Regions from separate parts of the Mus musculus genome. Here region 1 is linked to region 2. Evidence: chromatin contacts called from public HiChIP or PLAC-seq data. All regions are on one chromosome and are shown on one strand. The core of a region is the stretch at or near the end of the contact, and the rest is flanking DNA. Distances in the headings are between cores, read along the strand shown.

Region 1 (5,435 bases), core at 1,480-3,979, 150 kb before region 2:
ATTTATAAAGTTTTAGGTTTGTATTCAAGTGAATATTATAAAGGAATTGAAGTTGTCAGAATTCTTAACAGAGAAAAAGTGTTTTGTGATTAACTTTTAGAGTGGCAAGCTGCTTGTCATTATACTATGCCATGAAGTATATCACATTTCAAAGTCAAGGGTGGGTAGGTAGTCCTCCCTCTATTGCTATTATCCTGTACAACTACCACTTTTTGTCTTTCCCTCTGCCCTCCTGAACCTTTGATCCTGTGTTTACTAAGCTGTCAATTTCCTCCTGGTCATAAATATTTGTTGCAGTTCTACATGACTTTCTTTGGCATATAGTTGTTCAGAACAAAATTTGTGATACATTTGATCTGAACCGTCACTGGGAGACATTAGGATTTCCTAACTCTAAACAACTGGAAGAAAACTGCTGCTGTAGCTACCAACTCACCTGGTCCATGCTATTTGCTGGCCTGCCCTCTGGCAGCTCCACTGCACAGCTCATGATGCTGGGCCAGCTCCTCTGCTTGGGCGTTGCATCTGCCCCATCGCCTACTTGCAGATGTCATTGTAGTGCTTCTTTCTCTCCTCAGTTTCTTTTGAAATCTGTCAGACTCTATCAGTGCTTTAAAAAACAAGCATTGGTGGATTTCTAAAACTCCAAGGCCCCTCCATGAGTCAACTGCACTCTGAGGATCTGTACCCTGCTATCTTACCATGATCTCATTTCCTTAGGTCTCCTGTGCAGCAGCCTTTTTGCAAACCAGAGCCTTAGGGAAGGCTCATTCCTTCCCTCTCAGGTCTTCCCTTCTCACAGCATCAACTTGTTTAGACTCACGTGCCCTTCCTGGCAAGTCCCAGCTGCCCTTCCCTAAGACACTCTTCTCTTTATTATCTGTCATGCTTTTATGTTATGTGTGTGACTTTTTTTTACCTTCTCCTCAAGATTTTTTTGTCTGCCTTCTTCATTGTTGTTTCTGAACACCTGTAACAATATCTTACCTTCTCTCAAAACCTTTGAAAAGTAAGTTGCATAAATGAATGTTTAACTAGAGTGACTCTAGGCAATTACAGTGTTTCCTTAGATACTTGGTATTCCATTGACTAAGACAAATCAGAATTAGATATAGCAAAGGAGAAGGTAGAATTATTATTACTCAGGCAGGCCCCTGCTTTTAACACATACCCATACTTTAAAAAAAGAACTTGACCCTTTTTAGTTCTTTCCCTTCATGTATCTGTGATAGAAAGAACTGTGGGGGAGCCAGAACAACTGAGGTTTACATAGAGGAGGGAGGTATGTCCAGAGAGGTCTACTGATCTCCCCAGTATCACCAGTCCCTGATGGGTCCTACATTGCCCAAGAATATATGCAACTATACATCAAAATCCAGTGCAAAAATATTTTGTAAAATACAGTAAAATCCTTTTGAGTCAAGAAACTAGGCCTTTCCCCCAGAAAAAAAAAAAAAAATGATTGGTTTATGTCTGTAACTTGAAAAGATATGAGCTGTGTATTTGAGGCTTTAATTTTTCTGTTTTGTGAACTAGATTCTTATATAATAACCAAGAAGTTATTTTCTAATCTTATTTACTAGCAACATATACTTTTTACAGAATTAAATGGAGACTATGTCTTTTGTGGCCAGCTCCCCCGATGTTTTTCCCACATCATCGTCTTCTCAGCCAGCAGTCACTGCTTTCACCACCCATTCAAGTAAAGGACACAGTTAAATACTCAAATCAAACTTAATGAAGGCATTATTTTGTGAGATCATAAATTGACTGATTAACATAAAAGCAATATGATTGCTACTTTTTTGGTTAGCTTATAGAAAGACAACAGATAGTTACAGCATGCTAAACTCCTTTACAGTCTGTGTGTGTGTGTGTGTGTGTGTGTGTGTGTGTGTGTGTAATTCCTTGTCTGATGCTTCAGAATGCATTCTGGGTTCTTAAGGCTCCTTTCAGTGTCTGTTAGGGACCTACTGATCATCGCACTATGGACAAAGAGATCCACAAGATTGGTGGGGAACAGTGATGGCCCCTCAGACTCACTATTCAGTGAAGAAAGCACAGTGGGCATCCTCTTGTACAAACATGAAGTCAGAGATTGGAACAGATGAAAGAGTTGGGTTCTACTCTGAGACTGAACGAAGACATGTGTGTTGGGAAAGAAAGAGGTTTATTGATGAAACTGTTTCCACTTGCCCTTAGTTAGCTTAATAAAACTGTCTTGGGTTAGACTTTTTTTCTGCAATTAGGCAAGCAATTTGATTTCCATCTGCTTTTTATATTTGCAGCATAAGCTGAATGTGGTTTCTGATTGGCATAGTAAGTGGTCAGGCCTGTCGCAGGCTAGGACTTAATTATTTTTGTCTCTGTTACTTAATCTGCCTGATGCAAAAAGACTGAGCAGCACCTTGCTCATCTCAGCTGCGGGCACACACCCAGGCAGCCATTTCTTTCTCTAAGACACAGTTTTCGTGTGCATATTTGAGTGACTTCTTGTACACACATTGGCCATTTATTCAACATTGTTAGAGTCTGGTTTTTTGTTTTTTGTTTTTTTTTAACTTAGAAATGTTTCTGGTATCTGCAGCAGTGATAGTGTTCCAACCTTGTTTCCATGTATCTTCTTGCTGCTGCTTCCTAAAAAGGAAACGTTCCCTCCAGCCAGCCTGTTCCACCTTGTTTCTCATCAGGAGGTTTGGCACAAGTCCAAGTTCTGTCAACACTGTTCCATCAGATAAATAGCTGTTGGTAACACAGACGATGAGGGCAGTGCATGCTAACCAACACCAATGAGCAGCCTAACAGCATTCCTACTACTCTGTCTTAGCCTGCATTGCATTGCTCGGCTGAAGGCCAGTCTAATTCACCTGAACCTTGTGCTGAGGGTCATTCTTGCCCCTGCAAGTAAGAGCATCTGTCTGATAACAGTGGAATCATTTGGATAAGAAATGCAGTCTCTTCTAGTTTTCCTTACAAAATGGTTAGTAAGCTTCTGTTCACGATCTTTACAGAAACGTCTTTGCAGTATGCTCCAAAGCGGAATCAGAACGCAGCAGCGTATCTCCAGGCTTATCATTTGTGCTCGTTCACTGTTAATAGAACTAGACCTTTCCCTTCAGAAGATGCTCTGTAACTGAATCCTGGCTCAGCAGTGATCTTCCAGAAAGCACAAAGCACTCCCTCCAGCTTCCCCCTGTACAAGAGAATTTAGTGTTACATATAAGGTCACAACTGTCATTAGATTTAGAAATCTAACATGATGTCCATTCTGAACATCAGACCACTGCACTGAATCACCTTCTGTGTTATATGATCAGTTTAGCTAAGTCTAATCAGAAAAGCCTTAGTAAAAATTCTTCCATCTCTAAAGCTATGGGCCTCATCAGGTCAGCCAAGTTTTCCTAGGTACAGTTTCCAGACATTCATTTTCTTAAATGCTTTTAATTTGTTAACAAAGTGTAAATTAGAGGGTAGAACTAAGTTTAATTATAGGCAGTAATTTACTGGTGGAACATGAAAGCAGTAGTTTGTCTCAGTCGTCTTTTGTTGTTGTTATTCAATGAAATGGCATAGGCCAGAAAATGCTAGAGTGTATCATATATAGTAAGGTAAATATTGTTTGTGACTTTTCAAAAATTTTTATTGTTAAACAATATAAAGTTGATATCTTTGCTGATAAAAAATAGTATGTCTGTAATTTTATAACACTTAACCTTATACTAGTTTTATATATTATATAGATACTAAATATATAAAAATATATTTGCCATATGCGTCTAGTCAAAAGAATTCAGATGCCACTGGGTTAGAATAAATGTGTAATAGCTCTGTGGTCAACCTAGAAGAATTTACAAGGCACTTCCCTCATCTCTGAAGGAGCTAGCCTCAGCTGGGCAAAACAGTTCTAACTCAAATGAAGTGAGTATCCTGTGACCTATGTCTTAAGATATGAACATCTAACATTCATCATTACACAGTACATTCTTAGTGAGCAGTGTTTTAAGAGCCAAATTTGGTTTGCATATGCACCAGAGGCATACAGATCAGGAGGGGTAAATGTCAAGGATTGTTCTCATTGGGCTAGGCAGAAAAGTATAAAGTCAGCAACAATCCAAAGAGACTTAATTCCATGCCAGGGGTGGGGGGAATACACACACACACACACACACACACACACACACCCCAGTTGTGTATAGTTCTTATGAAATGAGTTCAGGAATTTTTTTTTTTTTTCTGAGACAGGGTTTCTCTGTATAGCCCTGGCTGTCCTGGAACTCACTCTGTAGACCACTGGCCTCAAACTCAGAAATCTACTTGCCTCTGCCTCCCAAGTGCTGGGACTAAAGGCGTGCGCCACCACGCCCAGCCAGAAAATAATTTTATAACCAACTTCAGTTTGGGGTCAGGGACATTTTATTGGGAGAGATTTAAATATCTTACTTTCTAAGTCCATTGCTTTCTGAATGAATTAGATGTCTGAATTAGACTGTAAAATCCTTGGATATCCAGGGGCACATATGCTCTTCGTGTTTGTCTTTTGCATACTTCCCTGTAAGTTTCTAGCCAGAGCTGTATGTCCTACCATGGCCATGTCAGCCACACTGTTTCTGTTGGGCTATTTTAACAATCTGCTAACAGGTTGCCAACAGATTGCTGTTGCTGCCAGTTTATTCTGTGTGTGGCTTTTTTTAAACACAAACATGACCAGGTGTCAATCTCTTTCATAAAGTTCTTTAATGATATCTCATTTCCAAGTGGATGAAGCCCTTTCACCGAATACAAGCCTTACATGGCCTGTACTTTGACTCCCACACAGATCTCATCACTCGCCCAGGACCCTATGCTCCATAAAAAGTAAATTGTTTAACACACAAACCTATTTCATCGCTTGACCTTTGGCCTTATAGCTCTCTCTTCTTGGAAAGACATCTGTATTTAATGAATGCCAATATTCAAGATTTTATTTGAGATCGATCATTTCTCTAAAATGTCTTGCCTTATGCCTCCTAGTCACTAGTCTGTTGATACTCAAAATTTTCTGCATTTTAGAATCTCCTGGAGTTTCTAAAGTCCAGGGTGTAAGATCTAGTTGAACTCCACATGTTCTAAACTGAGATGCACTATAAATGTGATATATACGCCAGATTTTAAAATCTTAAAACCCAAACATCATTAGTAACTCATTAGTATCTCATTAGTAAGCTCATTAGTAACTCGTTAGTAAGCTTACTAGTAACTGTTTTAATTGTATGTTGATGTAATGTTTTTAATATTAGATAATTTTTAATTTTTATAATTAATTTCATCTACTTCATTTTATTTTTTTTAATGTACTCACTAGACTAGACTATTTTAAATTCCACTTGTGGCTTGCATTATAGTTCTATTGATAATGGTAATATAGAATAAATCATAGTTATACTGAATTACAGTCA
Region 2 (6,301 bases), core at 1,980-4,479:
TAGAAATTGTTAAGTGAATGAGGGTCCTTCTCCTTGCCCAAACTCTATAATATTTTTGTTATTGCTTAGTGATAAAGAATGCTCAAAAAAGAAACAAAAACGAAGAACATAGTATGCAGTGCAATCATAGCAAACATTATAAGCACATTGCACATATATGAGCACTGTATTTCATGAAATAGGATCATAATACATTTCATAATACATAGGAATAAAATTAGGCAATAAAAAACATTGTAGGTCATTGTCTAGGGGAAGAGAGGTTATTTTATTTTTATCTTTTTACTTTCTTGCTTTCCCTACTCCTACAAAATATCCATGAATAGTTTTTACTTTTAAAATCAGAAAAGAACAATGACTTTTGTTAAAGCATTTAAGACCCTTCCACAATTTCCCTCTCTTTAGGTTTAAATTCTTGAATAGACTGAGTCTCTTTACCCTTCCAAATCGTTTCCAACTGCTGGTTATCAGTCATATCAGGCTTCCCTCTGTGAGGTGTCTGTCCTTGCCTGTCTTCCCCTGATGTGGTCTGATTTCCTGTGGAGCACCAGACAGTTTTGGAAACATTCACAGACACTCTCATTTATCCTGCTGAACAACCCTGAAAGGTAAGTATTACAATCCGAACTTTATAAGGAGCAAAAGGGGAGGAATCTGTTTGCAACCAACCCTTTAGCTTCCCCTGTACAAATGATTTGACCCTGGAGCTATCATTTACTTACAGGGTGACTTCAGAGTTCTTTTAAGTCTTAGTTTCTATTTAAGTCTTATCTTCCTCTGTACAAAACTGGGGTGGGGGTGGGGGACACAGCATAAAGACCATGGGGGAAGAATGGGTGTTTAAGATGAGCGGAGGTGAGCTCCACCTATTAGCACAGTGCCTGACGATTATTAGAGCCAGGAGGTCATTCTCTGGATGATGAGCAGAAGTGGCAGGTCTCAGCTCACAGGCCTGAGGCTTAGAAAAGGGAAGCAGAGACAGAGTAAATGCCAGGTGAGAGGGTTCCCACATGGATAACATTTTCAAAAGGCTGTAGTGTGGTGTCTGTTCCTTAATGGACTCACATTTTTTTACTCAACAGTGCTGTACAGAGGTGTTAACTTTTTCTATGGCTTTCCTCGGAGAGGCTAAGGCAACAGTGGCCGCTGGGAGACGGTGTGGCACAATCTGAGGGCCCTTCCATTTTGCCACAAAAGTCCAGTCCCACGAAGCCTAAAGACACCCAATCAGTGGAAAGGATTCTTGGTTTTTATGTCCCAAGAAGAATGTGTAACATTCAGAAAAAGCCCACACCCACATTGTTCTGTAAGCGTCTTCCTTACTAGGCAGTGGGCACCACCAGCTTCTATAAGCCTAGCATTATCAGGAAATAATTCAGAAATGCACACTGAAGGAGTTCTGCTACAAATGGTATTTATTACTTCAAAAGGGAGAATTGTTTTCCCTTTTATGGTATCTAAGATATCCATTTTTTTTTTTTTTGAAACCGTCTTCCCAGCACATTACAAATGACTTCAGAGTTGGGAAATGCTCCTTGCTAGGAAGACAAAGTTTGGTCCCTAAGATCTGATGGGAAGATTGTTTATTTGGGCAAACTGCATTCTTCTGTCAGTGAGGCCTAAGGAGTTTACTATTAATCCCAAATGTAAACCCTACTTAAGAGACACTGCTTACAGAGGGAGACTACTATTTAACTCTGGTGTTCAGAGCACATCTTGTAAACTCCTCCAGAAAAGGAGAGCGCTGCTGTTAGTGGGGAGGCACCTCACGTTGGGAATTCTAGTGGCTGCCTTAGGTGATCTGAACTCACTGCATCTTCCATTTCTACTCCATCAGACTTCCCTCGACTCATATGAGGATTTCTCCTGTAGCTGAACACGTGCCAAGTCTAGAGGGGCAAAGCAAGAGACCGGAAATGGTAGCCGTTCTTCCTGACGTGGGAACTTTTCCCTTTCCTGCTCTCAAGAGTTCCTTTCCAGAGAACCCAAGGGACTGGAAAGGCTGCAACAGTAGGCTCACTAGTCTTCCGAGCAAGGAAGCACTCTGGCCTACTGCAGGGCAGACCCATGCTGGAGGGGCAGGAAGGAGGAAGGAAGCAGAGCTTAGGTCCTTCCTCCTCTTGCCACAGATTCTCTAGGTAGTTCCTTTTTCCTCTCTCCCTTCTCCAAGTCTCCTCCCCTTCCTTCTCCTCCTCCTCCTCCTCCTCCTTCTCATCTCCTTCCTCTCTCTCCTCCCCTCCCCTCTCCTCACCATGCCTCGGGTACTCAAGACACCCAGCTAGAAGAAACCTTGCTCTGTAGTTTCCCTGTACCTAAGTGTTCTTGTAAGTGAAGGGAAAGAAGGAGACACTTCACCCAGAGCAGAGTCCTTAAGAAGGCTGGCAGCAGGATTTGCCAGCCCTGTGGTCTTGCCTCCACCAGGCACTCCGGCTAAGGCCTTTCAAGGTTTCAATAAAAAGTGGAACGAAGCCCCTGGCCTTAGAACGTTCCAGGGCAGCAGGCACGAGCCCCGTCCCACACCCTCTCTGCTTCCTCCTTTGCAGGTCTCTGGACCAAAGACCCGCTACCTCTTATCAACTCTGCTCTTCACAATGGGAACATCCTCCTGGAATTTCTTTAAAACTCTTTTTTAAAAAGTTATTTAGATCTATTTATGTTTTCTGTGTATGAGTGTTTTGCCTGCGTGTATGTATGGGCCCTATGTGCTCAGAGGTCAGAACTCGACATTGGATCCCCTGCGGCTTGAGTTAGGGGATGGTTGTGAGCCACCTCTTCTTTTTCTATTTTCTTCCAGACGCTCAAGGAAGCCCCAGGTGTGTCCCCATGCCAACCTTCTGCGACCCAAACATCTGGGTTCCTCAAAGTCAGTTTAACTTTTAACTTCAGGGCCTTAGAGTAGCAAAGTTGTGTGTTCGCGCGCGTGCGTGTGCGTGTGCGTGCGTGTGTGTGCGTGCGTGCGTGCGTGCGTGCGTGCGTGCGTGCGTGCGTGCGTGCGTGTGTGTGTGTGTGTGTGTGTGTGTGTGTGTGTTCAAAGCTTTAAGAAACAAGACCACTGCTTCCAAAAGGCTCGGGCTTCTGGAGGTTTCTATCCACAGGGTGATAACAGATCTTGAAACAGGATCTTTGTAATCTGGTTCACTTTGCATTTCTCCTCATAAAGCTACACAGTAACAGCCAAGGGCTATGAATACACTTAGGTAGGAGAAGATAGAGAGGAGACATAAAGAGCAGAGCTGTACCCCTGGCGTTGCCTCTTTCTGTAGGCTCTCACAGCCCAGCAGGCCATAGCACTCACGGCAGGCTGCAGCCTAATTCTGTGGGCAGACTGCAGCCTCTCCCCTTTCAAGGTTGTCTTACACAAGCTTAGTTGCAGTTTTCCAGATACTCGGCCTGGTCCTGGGCCACCTTCTCCAGTAAGAGACACCCCTCCCCTTCCTCCCCACCCCAGGATGCGATCTGTCTGTAGCCAACATGCTTTCCAAGTTTTGGAGCAGGCCACCTGGAAATACAGAGATAACCTGGTGAAATACGGGATTTACAGGGGGCCGGGGTGCACTGTGTGGGTGGGTGGGGACAGCGGAGGGGTGTGGCTGCACATGTCCGGCCCTGGATGATGAAACTGGGAGGTAATATATGAGCCCTGGGAGACCACAAGGGGAATACTATGTTCCTCATTGCCTCCCAAGGAAGATGAACATAATGAGCTGGCTGTGTTTCAGAGAAGAGCAATTAAGATGATTAAGGGACCAGAGGGAGTGACTTAGGGGGAGAGATTAAAGGTATTAAGCATGTATACCTTGGCTGGGCTCAAAGCAGAGGGAATGTTGAAACTCCATAAGCACCCTCAGATTATAAACATCAGGAGAAGGGGAATTGTTTCACAGGGTCCCTGAAGGATGTTACTGGAAGTAATGGGACGGAAGCAAAGAAAACAACTACCTGTTGCAGGCAGCTTCCTAACAGAGCCAGACGCCACAAGTGCAGGGTCATAACTAACACTTTGTTTCTTAAAAAACAACAACAACAACAAAAAACAAATAGAAACACAGTATTACAGGGTAGACCTTAGATAGCAGAGACAGATCTCAAAGAGACCAGACGCCTTGAAGGAAAAATTGGTAAAACTAGACAATGATTTTGTTTTTTAGAGTCTCAGCAGGAAAGGCTCCCTGTTCACTGACGTTAATTATTACTTGTTTTAACATAGCATTTGAAGTGTTACTCTGTTGCACGGTTGCCTTCTATAGTGATCTAGCAAGGCTTGTCTCCTTAATACTCTGGAATAGTCCCTCCTTTGTGCATGAAATCCCTAAGCTGTATCTCTTTGCCTTGCCCTACTCCCGAGCTGTTAAATCTTACCCACTTTTTCAAAATCTTCCCCTTTGGGCCTCTCCAAGCGCTTTGTCTCTTCCTAATTTCGGTATGCTCTATCCATCACACACTATTAAGATTAATAGCTAGTATAATGGGTTGTCAACTTGATTGGCTCTGGAGTCAATCGAAAGGCAAGCCACAGGACACTCCTGTGAAGGGATTTTTTTAAAAAATATTTTATTAGCTTTTAGTTTGGTTTTCTCTTTTTTTAAAAAAAAAAGATTTATTTATTTATTATACGTAAGTACAATGTAGCTGTCTTCAGACACACCAGAAGAGGACATCAGATCAGATTACAGATGGTTGTGAGCCACCATGTGGTTGCTGGGATTTGAACTCAGGACCTTTGGAAGAGCAGTCAGTGCTCTTAACCGCTGAGCCATCTCTCCAGCCCCCCTGTGAAGGGATTTTGTCTATCAGATTACTTGACGTAGGTCTACCCACTGTAAGTGTTGGTGGCATGCACTGCGCTTTTCAGTGGCAATCCAGACAAAGGGGAGAAGGAAAATAGAAAGTTTGCTTTTTCTCTGCGTGTCTTCCCACGTGCTGGCAAATTCATCCACCGTTTGCTGTCATTGCTTGTCATGGGTTTAATATGCTTGGCCCCGGGAGTGGCACTATTTGGAAGTATGGCCTTGTTGGAGTAGGTGTGTCACTGTGGGCATGGGCTTTAAGATCTTCATCCTAACTGCCTGGAAGTGAGTATTCTACAAGCAGCCCTCAGATGAAGATGTAGAACTCTCAGCCTCTCCTGTATCATGCCTACCCAAACACTGCCATGCTCCCTCCTTGATGATAATGGACTAAACCTCTGAACCTGTAAGCCAGCCCCAATTAAATGATGTCCTTTATAAGAGTTGCCTTGGTCATGGTATCTGTTTCTAGAGGTAAAACCCTAACTAAGACCTTGTATCTTTAACTGATATTAGAACCAGCTTCTTTGAACTTCCAACATAGACCAGGTTTTTGGGGCCATAATAAAACAACTGAGACATCCAACTCCTGGATTCTTGTATCATGTAAGCCAACCTGATTTCCATAGTATCTGTGTCACTTTACATTTCTGTCACAACATATGAAAATTATTAGTTTTTCATCTCACCTACACTTACTGTAAGTTTTATTGTATTATTATCATTGTAGCCATCTTAGTAGGTCTAATGTGTTGTCCCCCTGAGTAGGTGTTTTGCTTCCTTATTGACTAAGGATTTCTAGCATCTTTTCTTTTTTTTTTTAAGATTTATTTATTTATTTATTTATTTAATGTATGTGAGTACACTGTAGCTATACAGATGGTTGTGAGCCATCGTATGGTTGCTGGAAATTGAACTCAGGACCTCTGCTCGCTCCGGTCCCACTTGCTCTGGCCCAAAGATTTATTTATTGTTATATGTAAGTACACTGTAGCTGTCTTCAGACAGAAGAGGGCGTCAGAGCTCATGACAGATGGCTGTGAGCCACCATGTGGTTGCTGGGATTTGAACTCAGGACCTTCAGAAGAGCAGTCAGTGCTCTTAACTGCTGAGCCATCTTTCCAGCCCCTCTACCATCTTTTCAAGTGCTTCATAATTATTTTTTTTGCACTCTTTAGAAAGAATGTCTATTTGAGTCAATTGCAAGTTAAGTTTGCTTATTGGTTTCACGATTGCTAAGTGTGTTTATGTGTCTGAAACACTGCCATCTATAAGATTTCACCTTTTAGTTTGGGGGCGGGGCTGTGCATGCAAAAAAGATTTATGTGATAAAGACTCACTTATTCATTTTTTTAATCATTGATTGTATTTTTGGCTTCATACCTAAAAGAAAGGTCTACTGCTAAATCCAAGGATGAGATGGAGTTGCTGCCGGGTTGTGCTCTAAGAACGTAACTGTTTCAGTCTTTGTAGCTGGGTCTTTAACTCATTTTGCGTTAGTGTTAGTATAAGGT

The links. HiChIP or PLAC-seq counts read pairs in DNA pulled down with a chosen protein or histone mark.
Region 1: an H3K27ac HiChIP or PLAC-seq map of embryonic fibroblasts shows a contact between it and region 2, with 2.2 times the contacts expected there. The contact joins two enhancer-like sites. A contact is called at or near these places in 1 of 39 promoter capture datasets (liver), 3 of 484 Hi-C or Micro-C datasets (the 3T3-L1 cell line, nephron progenitors and uterus) and 1 of 115 datasets of contacts at active chromatin or transcription factors (embryonic fibroblasts).

What each region holds. Positions count from the first base shown.
Region 1 is chr13:104,692,120-104,697,554 of GRCm38.p6, reverse strand. All of the region lies in intron 11 of Cwc27 (CWC27 spliceosome-associated protein), which reads left to right. Among named protein-coding and RNA genes, the nearest start is that of Cwc27, 120 kb to the left of the region's middle. Within about 2 kb of position 2,729, at least 62 of the 459 cell types and tissues checked have an H3K27ac peak or open chromatin away from gene starts, as enhancers often do. A contact at or near this core is called in embryonic fibroblasts and uterus, where this site is marked.
Region 2 is chr13:104,538,344-104,544,644 of GRCm38.p6, reverse strand. No RefSeq gene overlaps it. Among named protein-coding and RNA genes, the nearest start is that of Adamts6, 250 kb to the right of the region's middle. Within about 2 kb of position 3,229, at least 60 of the 459 cell types and tissues checked have an H3K27ac peak or open chromatin away from gene starts, as enhancers often do. A contact at or near this core is called in embryonic fibroblasts and uterus, where this site is marked.